Linked DNA regions of Anser cygnoides: region 2 is linked to region 1. Evidence: chromatin contacts called from public Hi-C data. All regions are on one chromosome and are shown on one strand. Each heading gives the region's core, a stretch centred on a gene start, on an enhancer-like site or on the middle of the called end of the contact. The rest is flanking DNA. Distances are from core to core; before and after follow the strand shown. Region 1 holds the start of ARMC3 (armadillo repeat containing 3). Region 2 overlaps PIP4K2A (phosphatidylinositol-5-phosphate 4-kinase type 2 alpha).

Region 1 (6,457 bases), core at 2,196-4,695:
TCCACTTGCTGTTTTATCTGTGCCTACACGTATATTAGGCAAGAAATGATTGGGATCAAGAGAAGAATTAGCTACCATGCAACAGATGTTAACTAGGCCAACTTAACTAGAATCTGTTCGTAGATACAAGATAGTATCTTTCATTTTGATTCAGCTGAAAAAAGTCAATCGACCCCAGAAAAAAAAAAAAAAAAAAAGAATAAATACGCTCTGGTCATTCTGAGAGTTCACTTATAGATTCCTTTTTTTTTTTTTTTAATGATCTGTTTCTAAACTATACACAGAGCAAAGGAATCACAAAACAATTAACGTGAGAGATGCAGCGTGGAGTACTCCATAGGCATACCCTTAAACACAAAATGAGTTTGCAGTTAGGTATCAGGTTGACCAAATAGCTGAGAGAAAGAAGGGGGGAGGGAGAGAAGGGAGATTTTAGGTGAGCTAAAGAATAATACAATTACTTATTTAAAACCTCAGAACTTTCAGGATGTAATAGTACTTCTTATTCGCATTTTGGTATCATATTAACATTCAGCTGAGTGTTACTTTCAAAATTCCAAAGGTAGATGCTTAGATTTTGAACATAAGCCAAGATTATCAGATATTTATTTGATTCCATGAAAAGATGTTGTAAAAATATGCAAAATTTGCAATAAAATTTTGATACAATAGTTTCTGGTAGCAGCGCCTCTTTCATGCTGCCCAAGGACCACACTTCACTGTTTTCTGAAGCTGAACTTCTTGGCACACCTAGTAAGAGGTGCACTAACTAAGGAGCATCTCACTCCTTAAACTAAGATTCTAAGCTATAGAGACACACTTTACTTTCCAATTTGTACAGTATGAAAGAAGGTGTATGAACGTTCCTAAAATGAACAGGAATTAACAAACACGACAGCATTCTTTACAAACTACAGAGCAACTGAGAGGCCTCAGCTCAGAAAACCCTCCTCCACTGAATAAGAACAGTCTTCCATGGCAGACTGGTATCCTGCCTCCGGTGATAAGAGACAAATGCTTCTGATAAATGCATGAAACCAATCCCAAAAGTCAGTTTTCCTCCATCTGTTACAGGTTTTTTATTTCCCTGAAGTACAGAGGTTTAGATCTCTTGAAGTTTTTATGTTCTTTCTCACAATAGTAGCTATTTTTACTGTCCACATAAATGCTTAATCCCTTTACTCTTCATTCTATGACACGTTATGGCACAGGTCCAATTGTCAAGTGTACTTTACAAGCAACTAATCCTTAGATTTAAAAAATATGTAAACAGTTTATTCAATTCAATACAACATTCCCTTGTTCTTGTACTACAAATTTAGTTAAAAGATACCCTGACTTGATCCTTTCTACTTTCTTTAATAATTTCCTGTACATTCTGATTTATCACCTTTCTAAATGGTCTTAATTATTTTTTCCATATAGCTTTTCCAGACATATATGTTTCTTGTCTCAGAGCCCCTCTGTGACTGTTAAATCTTTCTCAGATATGAATAACCTAACCCTGAATACCATAATCAGTTCTAGAGCACTACTGATTTATTACAGTGACATTACATCTTTTGGAGGATTAATTTTTAGCCAATTTCTTCAGCGAAGATTTTCACTAAGCCATCCACATATGGTAAACAGGTCATTTCCCCAGTAGGTTACAGTTAACTCAGGTTCACTACTGAAGAGTACAGTGTTCCAAATATTCCCGGGAGCGTAAACTATATTCCATTCACCACCAATTAATTTTATTTATCACGGTCTTACCAGATACACCATGATAGCAGAATCAGGATAGCTCTCAGATGTTTCTAACAATCTTCTTTAGTCTTAATTAATACAAACTATTTCATCTCAGTAGAAAATTCTGATTTCTCTATGTTATTGTTCATTTCCAAATTATAATGAATATATTAAATAACATCAAACCTAGGATCTATCCTTGGAGAATCCAGGCTGTGACAATCCAAATGAAGACGATTTTTAGAAATTATGTGTGTGATTTTAAATGTCTCACTGAGACACAGTGAAAACCCACCTCCCATGAGAAAGAGTCTAAGAAAAATTGGCTTAATCTAAAAAAAACAGAGAGAGAGAGAGAGAGAGAAGTTTTGCAACCTTTTCCTGAAGAATAATAGCAGGACATTTCTCATATAGAATTCAAAGCTGGTCTGCCTTAGGAAGAAGCACATTTTAAAGACAAGTAAAAATTAAAGACGTACTGAAGTTTTTAAGCAGTTATGCCAATGTACGTGTCTCAAAATGAATGCTTCCATCTGCCAGCTTTGTAAGGACATGGGGCTGAACGTGACGTTCTGAATGATCAGATTCATTCCTGCCTGTCACATGCACCACGTCCCATTAATCCCACCAGATAACTCTAATGCTCTACCTTAAAAAAAAAACACAAAACAGTAGGTATTCTGTTTCCACTCCTCTCACTGAAAAGCTGTTGCATGAGCTGATTGCTCTGACAACCAGAGACCTTTTTTTAATTTTCAGCGTCCATTTATTCATGACCAGTTTATTGTATTCGTATTGTGTTTGAGCTTTTGTCAATTACTTTGTCAATTACTCCTTTACCGGCACATGTCAAAATATATTACTTACACTAAATATTTATACTATTGGAAACACCTCAAGTGTGTCACTATCACATTCATGATTGTTATGGTTACAAGGGTAGACCTATTATTTAACTCCTCATTTATTAGCCTTTAATATGTTCACAATTAAAAAAAAAAAGTTACGGTGTAGAAGTACAGATAGCAGGTTTGCAGACAGAAATAGGAACTAAAGGTCATTGAAGCCCATTTTAGTATTCATTGTGGCAGCACATCAGATAATCAGAAAATGGCAACAATGATGAAAATCCTAAAAATGGTTAAGAGAATACAGTATTGGAGTATGTTATATAGATGACCAATTCAGGTTTGTAATAAGACTACAAAAGAATAGTTCTGCTCTGCAGATGATGCTCCTCTGCCAGCAAATCCATATTTTGTGTTGAAAACCCTGCCTGCAGACGTCCCCAACCTTTGAAACATCAAAAATTCGGTGAGATTTGCTCCCTCGCAGCCCAACCACCTGTTAGTGGTATTTAGGGTAAAACTTCTGTATTTAAGGCTTTATCCTCTCTCTCATTTTTTCCCCTCTCGTCTATTATCTACACAGCTTTAGGTCTCGTACCTCTCACGTTACTATTCCACATAAACTCTGCAGACAAATCTCACAGCTTTATTATAACCTTGAGACTGCACCGCTTTCCTTACTGGTGTAGACGCTGCTACCGCGCAGGCAGTAAGGCGCTCGCTGGGCTGGCTGCGGCTGAAGGAAACTTTAAGAAATAAAACGCAAACTGGGCGTTATTCCCCCACCACCGGCTCTCCCCTCAGCCCCCCGGCCCCGCTCCCCGACCCGCCCGGGGGCGATGGCGCCGCTGTTTCCCTGTTGCTAGGTGGCGGCTGCGGCGCATGCGCGGGGCGGCGGGCGGGAAGGTGGCGCCCGCGGTCGGGCCCCGCTGAGGGGAGCCCGGGATGGCGGCCCCTGCGCCTTCCCTCAGCTCCCTCAGCCGCCCGGCGGCGGGTCCAAGCGGGCTCCCCGGGGCCCTGCCGCCGCCTGGAGCCCTCCCCGTGTCACTACAGGGCGCTGTGCTGTCCCCTTCTCCCCGCCAGGCCGCGCCCCGCCTGTTGGAAACGCGGCTTTTTGCTTGTTTTTGGCCGCAGTGTGGCGGGGCAGGAGTTCAGGGAGGGATTTGGAGGGGGGAGCTGAGGGTACAGGGCAGAGGGAAGTGGGACAGGGACAGCGGGAGGGGAAGCTGAGATCCTGCTCCTTGCCCTAGGTTTTACTGTAAGCAGCCGTGGGAGAGGGGAAAATGGCAAATAATGGTACACGCTTGAATACGCTTTGCAATTTATCCCCACTCAGGAGTGCAAGTGGCAATCCTTTTAGGGGAGGACTAAGTCTTTAATACAGGTGGGCTGGGGTACTGATGAAAAACTAAATCTATAACTTACCTAAATGAAAGAAAAATGCCAGTTCCTCACGCAAGTAATACTGGATATGTATGAGAATTAATAAATATATACCATGTGTTTAAAAAATCAAAGTTGCCCTGTGCATCCTTCCATCATATTCTTTCTTTCTTCCTTCCTTCCTTTCTTTTTTGGCTCATGTTATTCTTGTTTCAATGTCAGCAGAGCATTTGTGGGAAAAGAAGAAGCCGCCGATTCTTGGGAGCAAGCAGATAAAACAGTTATGCAACGCAGAGCAAGGCACAGGCAAATCTCTGTTAGAGCATCATGTGTTGTGGCCCCGCAGTTAAGACATCATCAGAGAGCTTTGGTAGAGGACCAGAAGAGTTATCTCCTTTCTATTATCAGCTTTGGGCTGATGATGGAGAAAGCCATGCCAGATAGTTGTGCTATTTTCAGAACAAGAATTCATTGTCGTATTCTCTTTTGCCAGCTAAGGCTGTTTTGGAGTGAATACTAAGCCAAATTCTGAAATCGAATAACATTTTCTAACTTCAAATTGCAGTTTAATTGCCATCAGTAACTGCAGAAGCAAATGGGAACAGGCAAATATAATCATTTTTGGACCTCAAAGTCAGGTAATAATAGGTAAAGACATTACAGCTACTATTAACTCTCTCCTGTGATCTCTCTTTTATCACAAATCTCATTGCTTTCTCCCCAGATTTTTTATTACATTGCACTGCAAGTATAAATTCAGTTCTATTTTTATAAGCCATATCAATCTGTAGAGATTGTAGCACAAATAGGTCCAGTCCTTGTTGGTTTATTCTGTGATAAATGTGATTACAGTTGTAGCAGGTGGGTCATTTTTAGTTGTAAACAAGCCCCATACGTGATGGTGTCTCATTCCACTTTTACCATCACCACTCCCGTAGAAAATGTATATGGATTTACGATCACCTTCACTAGAAACAGCTGCGATAACAAGTCAGAGCCATTTATACTGATCCGTATCTAACTGGAGAAATCACACTGAAGTTCTAAGGCCAGTCTCAGACTGACTGACTCTCCATGACGTCTTGCTGATCTTTTATAGTTACAATGGATATTAAAGACAGGGAAAGAAGGGGAAAAAAAATGTAGCTGCTTGATAGAGAGAGGCAAGTCACCTGCTTCACAAACTTCTTGTGGGTCTTTATTTTTCGAAACAGGCACTGCAGATGACAAATGTAAGGAGAGATGAATGTAACTACTGAAGGCAAAGATTTTGGTTTAAACCCTGCGCTGGGTCTGGCTGAGACGGAGCTAGCTTTCTTCACGGCCGCTAGTACGTTGCTGTGTTGTAGATCTGTGGCTAAAACACTGCTGATAACACCCCCGTGTTTCAGCTGTTGCTGTGCAGTGCTTGCACAGCATCAAGGCCTTCTCTTTCTCACACTGCCCCCACAGTGAGGAGGCTGGGGGTGGGCAAGAGGCTGGGCTGGGACAGCTGACCCCAACTGAGCAAGGGGTTTTTCTATACTGAATTAGGTCAGGCTCAGCAATAAAAACTGGGGGGTAGTCTCACCAAAGTAGCCTTTGCCTGGAAACTGGCCGGGTGTCGGTCTGCTTGTCAGAGATGGTGTCTTTACATCACTTATTTTCCCTTTTTCGTCCTTCACTTATTGCGCTATCTTTATCTTGACCCACATTTTGTTTTCTCGCTTTTACTTTTCCAATTCTTTCTCCCATCCCACTGGGTGTGAATAGTGAGCAAGTAGCTGGTGGATGCATAGTTGCTGGCTGGGATAAACTGACCAGAAACTCAATGGTCTCCATGACAATAGCTTTTCTTTTACATATCTTCAGTGGTGATTGTTCTTATGGCTATTTCAAACATAATTCTAGCCAATCTCCACTTAGTTACATCTTTTCTTTATTTCCATATAAACTGTCCCATAAACTTTTGACGATGCAGAATCCAGGTGAAAGAGGGATGTGGTAATCAGGTGCACGATCACAGTGTGTTTCAAGACAGTCCTGGAACGAAGGGTTTAGTTACCTGAAGATTAAAGTGCTTCATGCAGATCGGAAACAGTCAGCACGGTCTCACAAACTCTATGAAGAGCATGCATCATTATTGTGAAGTAGAAAGGCGTACAGACAACAGCAAGAACAACAACAGATGACCTGGAGAAAGACGAGCATGCTTTTTTTCTCCTCAGCTCTGTTATTCATGCCATGTTTATGGGTCTAACCTCCAGGACCCTGAAGAACCTCCAGGTGTGTGATCTTGTGGCATTTTGACTCCACGCCAGGTAAGATTTGAGCATATCCCTTCTGTGTTCCTTAGTCCAGTGTTGATTTCTATTCAGTTGTGTGACTGGAAGTTAAAGACTATGAACACATTGCGGGCACTTTACCTACTCCACAGTCTAAATAAATGTGGTATTGTCGTGCCATGGAAATGAATTTTGCAGAGGTTATCTTTTCTGTCTTTATTTCTATCT
Region 2 (6,199 bases), core at 2,902-5,401, 140 kb after region 1:
TTTTTTTTAGTAGTGGGCATTTTCTATTCATTCCTGGGACAATTTTGCCCTCTTAAGTGAAACAAGGATAATGCAGATCTCCCCTGGTGGTCTGTCCATAATTATGCTGCACTTTCAGTATGACATCAAATTAGCAGTTACAGCTGAGTATACTTGTACTTACAAAGAACTTTAGGATGTTGCTAGTGAGTGAGCAAGTCAGAAGGAAATTTGAATAAGAAAAATAAAACCTAACTGATGTGAAGCCTACCCTATTTCATCTTTCTTGGTGAATGTCATAGACTGGTAATTGTATGTCTTTAAATTAATGTAAAATTGGTTGCATTGCCACCTCTGTGGTATATTTTTTCATAACACATAAATGCATAAAAATGACAGAAAATATATCTGAACAAAGAATTTTCTAATTAAGTTTCCTTTTGGAAAAAAATGCTATAGTTAACAGCTATTATGTTACGTTTTAGTTGAATTGTATGCAAAATACATAGTTTTGGTAATTAGATTGGGAGATGCTGCTAGATAAAACAAGCCACTTCTTATCTTAACTTTGTATCTTAACATTACAACATATTGTACTTAACTTACCTGATTTCTGAGAGGACAATTTTTCTTTTAGGATTTTGGCACAGGAGCATAGCAACAAGTTTACTTGTTTACAAGCTTACCCTTTTTCTTCTGATGTCAATAGGTAAAACTTGATCCAAGGTAGATCATCCTCAAAACTGAGCTTTTTTTTTCGTGCTAATTTAAAATTTGCTAATGCCAGAACAGCATTTTTTACTTACTTCTTTTAATGATTTCAATCTGCTTCATATGCCAATCTCACACAACAGGCGTGAAGCATGTCTTCTCTGTGAAATGAATCTAAAGTGGGCATATACAGAGTTTATAACTTCACACTGCAATACATTGCAAAGACAGCAATAAACATTCAGAGTTCAGATTCCTTTTTCAGTGTTCAGCCTTCACATGACACTAACCCTTGCTGTTTTTCAAAACAAGTCATTATTTTCCCTTTGTTAGGTTGGTTTTGGGGTTTTGTTTGTTTATTTTTTTAAAAGTCTGTTTTCCATATATTTAAAAAAATAAAATAAAATAAAAACAACAGATTTGTCTTGCATTATATGTTGCATGTTTGTTTTGCAGTAGGAAAACATTAACTTTAGGGATAATTGTGCATGCATTTTCCTGAGCATTTAAAAGCTGTATAGCTACTATTCTGGTACATGCTTGAATTCCTAATCCAACTTATTGCACAATCTTTTGTCCTACAAAAACCTCTCTGGTAGCTTTTAAAACTATTCCAGTGTTCCCTCTCAAATCCCATTTTTGGGGTTACATCTCTATTTCCTTTGCCATTTGCAATCCTGTGACGCCAAATGCTGCAGACTTCCATAGGAGGCTCTAGTTATTCTTCTTGCGGATCTGGTGACCTCAGACTTTTGTCTCAGTTCAAAACTACCTGTGCCAAATTGTTGCAAACTATATGTAGCATAATATCCTTTTTAAAATGCTGTGTATGCTGGTAAGCACGGTAAATTTAAAGTTAATCTAACTTACTAAATATAAAATATTTTTTTTAAGTGCGTGGGAGCCATTCACTGTGAAAGGAAGCCTAGGGTGTGGAACATCGCTCCTGGCAGATGTTCTATACCACTTCCAAAAGTTATAAACTATCAGCCCAATTTTGTCAGTTATTACCTGTGTGAATAGCTTAGCTGGCGACTAGTTCCAAACAAAAAGGATTGCCATGCAACATTTCTCCTGTAATCTAATCTTTGCTTTTGCTAGGTGAGGAATTGCTGCCAGGTTGTGAAGTTAGTCTTTTCTTCTTCTCCAGTCAAAGACTCTCAAACTTAGCTGTCCCACAGCTATTTTAGCAAACTTCTTCCAAAATACCAGCATTAATACTAGCCAGGATCATTATTCGAGGTCATGATGTACAAAAATCCCTTTGGAAAAAAAAATCTTCATTTTAATATTGGGATATTAATATTTAATATGCTGAATTGAGACCTATAAGAAATCTGCAAAAACTAGATCCTTGTTCACACTGAAATTAAACCTTACCTCTGGTTCTTACCTTTCAATATTTTTTTTTACAAAAACATTAAGTCAGTGGACTGTTTCACAGTAATTTTAGTTTTTGTATCTGGCTTTACATATTCTGTCTTCTTAGTCAAATAAACCTTTATTGCTTTTCAGCCTTTTGAAAGACAGTAAAACTTTCCTGTCATTAAAACTGTCTGTGACCATGGCAAACTTTAGAATGCAAACCTGAAGTGTGTTGGTAGCGTGCTTTTTTAGTAAATAAATACTTCGTATTTGTAAAATCTATGTTTGTCTATGTATGCCTTCCTTGCATCTTTAAGTAGGGGATTAAAAATGATGGAGGTGGTTCAGAAAGAAAATCTATTATTAATTTAGTGGAAGTAGTTAGATGTTCATCTCCTGTGCAGCTCTTAAAATATTTAGTTCTTTAATGATAGTAATATGTTCATTATAATGAATTACATTCTAGGAGAATCTTTTTCCAACAAGGATTTTGCTTCATTGGAAATATTTGAGACTTCATTAAAAATTGATCATATCAATTATTTCATTAAAGCAAAGTCTCAGTTTTTTCGTTCAGATAGTGTTTCAAACTGCCACAATGTGGTTTTCTTTGTATTTATTCAAGTGCATAAGAGGAAAATGTCCGTGTTTGAATTTTTCAGTAAGAATACATACATTAAGAATTTTAAATAAATACTAGAGCCCCTCCTGGTTGCATATTTCATGGGCGTTAATTCCTAAATTCACAAATTAACTTTAAGCCATTAATTTCAGCATAAGTGCTACTAGAATTGCTACTTGTGCTGGCTGTCAGGAGTACTATTTGGTATTGCAACGGTACCCTAGGGCTATTAAGGTTTAAGTAAATGTGGAGTTATATTGCCTAGCACAGGAAAAAAAGAAAAAGAAAAAAAATATCTTTGTCTAGTAAAGGAATAGACCAGGCTGGGAGGCATCATACAAGTGACGTGGTGAGAGAGCATCCACCGACACATAGCTTTTTAGCTCCTGTTTCTTATGTTGTACCTGCTGCTTTTACTTCCTCCCTTTTGTTTCCATGCGTCAGTTTTGGCTTTTTGATTTCTTCTGGTCCGTATTTGCCAAGTCTTCACTGCTCTGGGCATTTGAAGAATGAAGGTGAAGAAACATGACCTCAGATAAAAATCCTCAGGGCGATTACTGAGGATGGGGGAGGCTACAAGGCTGGTAAGAGTCCAGCTTTTGGGAGAGCTGATTCACTGCCCTGAACGTCCTTGGGAGCGCCCCATGCCTTGTGATGACAGGCAAAAGATGCAGCTGTGTCAGATTTGGTAGCTCAGTTTTATTAAAAATAGCTTACTGGCAAGGTGAGGGTGGCGTGTGGTACCTGCGCTACTGGATCATAATATCTTCCCAAAACGCTGTTTGCAATTTAGGTTTATTTTTACTGAAGGCAGGCCTGCCCTCAGAGGAAAAGCACGCCTCCCCTCCCACCCCAGCAGGGTCTCATCAGCTGCTCCGGCGTTGTGCAGGAAGTCTGCGGCAGGGCCTGGCGCTGAACCTACATGTCAGTGTCTTAACCACAGGCACATCCTTCCTCCTTGCCTCCCCCAGTTTTAAACAGCATTAATAGGGTTTTTTTCAGAATCGATGGGCTTGTTTCACTTTAACCTCTGCCTAGTGGGATATACTAGGTGCAAAGATAATCTAAGATAAGGACGTTTCAGTGATTTTGGTGCTAAAAGGGAAGGGCGCTTGGTTTCCTGCATTCTTTTCATTATTGTTCCAGCCTAAATTAATTCATCCAAATCTCCTCTCCATTCTTAAGCATCCCACGCGTTGGATTCCATCCCCTGGCCTTGGCAGCATCCCTGGATCCTCAGCCCCGCCTCTGCGGAGTTAGCCCTCGTCTGTGGGGCAGTTTGCTCAGTCGCGTATGATAATCCCTGCAGCTGCCAGTCCAGAATGCTTATCTGATATTTCCTCCACTCTTCTTCGTCCTAAACCACTTACTGTGTAGGCCAGAAGGAAAATCGATGCCCACCGTGCTGTCGTAGAGCAGTAAACAATCCGCTGTTTGCTTTAAGGAGCACCTAACGGTGCCTGCGAGCAAAGCAGCCGCGCGCTTCAGAGCGACTCGTGCAGGGAAGCCGTGTGGGCTGGACGCACGGCTGTGCTTCCATCTCAGCTGCCTGAGGCGGGGTTTTCCTCTTATTTTTCAGCTAAAATAGACGGAGTCTCTGGAGCAACACTAGAGGGTATTCTAATACATCATAAAATTCCTGACGCGACGCGGTAACGAGTCAGAGCAGTGAGGCACGGACCTTAGTTTTTTGCAAAGTTCGTAGGTGCAATGGATTTAACGTGGATTCATAACTACTAAAATCTTATGCAACTGTTTAAATGTTTGGGGCAGTTATTGAAAGAGAAGCGTCACTTCTCTAAACAAATGGAGTATGGTGGGATCTTCAGCAATTCATGAATTCCAGGTCCAAGAAAATAATTTCGGACAGTCAGGGAACTGAGCCACCTGTGTGCACAGCCCAACAGCAGAAGGAACTTTTACCCATTGGGAAGATGCAGAAAGGCATTGCAGGGTCTGCTCTGATACTCACATTTTAAGGCAGTGCAATCCAAGACATATGTTTGGGAGAAAAGTACCTTGGTGATGCTTTTCCTTACTGTGTTGTAGAAAGAAAATAAACTTATAAAGAAAAATTATTGTCCATGTTAAATTTGCAAGCAGTGTCTTACTGATTAAACTCCTGGAGGCCATTCCAGCAGGCTGCTGCTAGCTGCTTTCCATTCCTAGTGGAAAGACTTGCATATGAAGACTAACACTGAGGTGTTCTGCAACATTTACTGCGTAAACCAACCCTTTTCTTCTCTAATGTTTATTAAAGGTGAGGGCAGGGAGAAAGGCTGTTCATCAGTCTTAATGGGCAAATTTTTTCAAGGCTCTGATTGCAGAAGTTACTATTACTTCTGGGTTGCTTGACCAAATACCCCAGAGAAACTGGGTTTTTCCTTGTTATGTTGGTTTGCTGTTTCTTGAAAGTGAGCTTTCAGTCATTGCCCTCTGAAAACAGAGCCCACTTGAGGGTCTTAGTGCTAAAACCAGTGGTTACTGTATCTGCAGTGCTCATGTGAGAGTTTCTGGCTTTCCTTAATGCTGTTGCAAATCGCTTCGTGGGAGAGTTAAAGATGAAGATATTCAACTAATGCTCCCATCACAAGAATATTTAATTACATATTTAAAAGGCAGCGATCTTCTCTGACATTCACCACTTCTAAGCAGCATTACATAATTCATGTTCACTTGATACTTTATAAACAGTTATTTGGTATTAGGCACTTACAAACGTTGAGGTGGCTACATAAAATGTAATCCAATCCAGCTAAATCTATAAGATCTGGTGCAGAAGTGCTTTGTTATGAGGTACAGATTGTGTTTCGACTTCACTTATTGTCAGTCACTTTGACAAATGACATCTTGGAAGAAGCATGGACTTGAAGGTTAGATGCAAATGAAGTGCTGAGTTTGATATTTTGTCTCACTAAAATTTACATCATTCCCAGTAAACATACACCTTCTAGGCTATTCACGGCATTGATAAACCAAGGAAACGGGTTTCTGTTTGCAGTTATGAACAGCTGCATGCAGTGGAGGTGTGTTTGCTTCAACTGCAGAAGCAGTGGTGGGGCCTTCAGCTGTGACAGCTCGCTAATGCCCTCTTTTGGGCCTTGGAGAGCCTTTTGAACTTTGGAAGGCTTGAAGGTTTAGCTCTGGTGGGGTTGGGGAAGCTTTTGCTCTGTACCCATGCTGAACCAGCAACTTCAATGTGCTTCTGTTTGCATTCTGACTCTTACAGTAGTTTTTGTTTATTTTAGGCCAAAGAGTTGCCGACATTCAAAGACAATGATTTTATTAATGATGGCCAAAAGATTCACATTGATGAAAATAACAAAAAGATGTTCCTTGAGAAGCTCAAAAAGGACGTTGAGGTAAGAGTACACCTGTTCATATGTAGTAAAAATACGTGCCAAATTACAGCTAGCCCAGGAAACCATACCTGTAATTCATAAATGAAAGCTCTTGTTTGCAAGACTATAAGCACTGACTGTTTAAAATGAAACATAATTTAAACTTTCAGGAGTTGATCAC

The links. Hi-C and Micro-C count contacts between places; a contact is called where the count stands out from the background.
Region 2: a Hi-C map of granulosa cells shows a contact between it and region 1, with 1.5 times the contacts expected there. The contact joins the enhancer-like site here to the promoter of ARMC3 in region 1. A contact is called at or near these places in 2 of 7 Hi-C or Micro-C datasets (granulosa cells and liver).

Annotation. Positions count from the first base shown.
Region 1 is chr2:19,517,942-19,524,398 of Taihu_goose_T2T_genome, forward strand. ARMC3 (armadillo repeat containing 3) reads right to left here and starts at 3,446. Exons shown (of 21, transcript XM_048061631.2): 1 at 3,264-3,446. LOC106030318 (a long non-coding RNA gene) reads left to right here and starts at 5,574. Exons shown (of 4, transcript XR_001203680.3): 1 at 5,574-6,265.
Region 2 is chr2:19,661,795-19,667,993 of Taihu_goose_T2T_genome, forward strand. PIP4K2A (phosphatidylinositol-5-phosphate 4-kinase type 2 alpha) reads left to right here. Exons shown (of 9, transcript XM_066991615.1): 6 at 5,926-6,039. Among named protein-coding and RNA genes, the nearest start is that of PIP4K2A, 98 kb to the left of the region's middle. Within about 2 kb of position 4,152, at least 1 of the 3 cell types and tissues checked has open chromatin away from gene starts, as enhancers often do.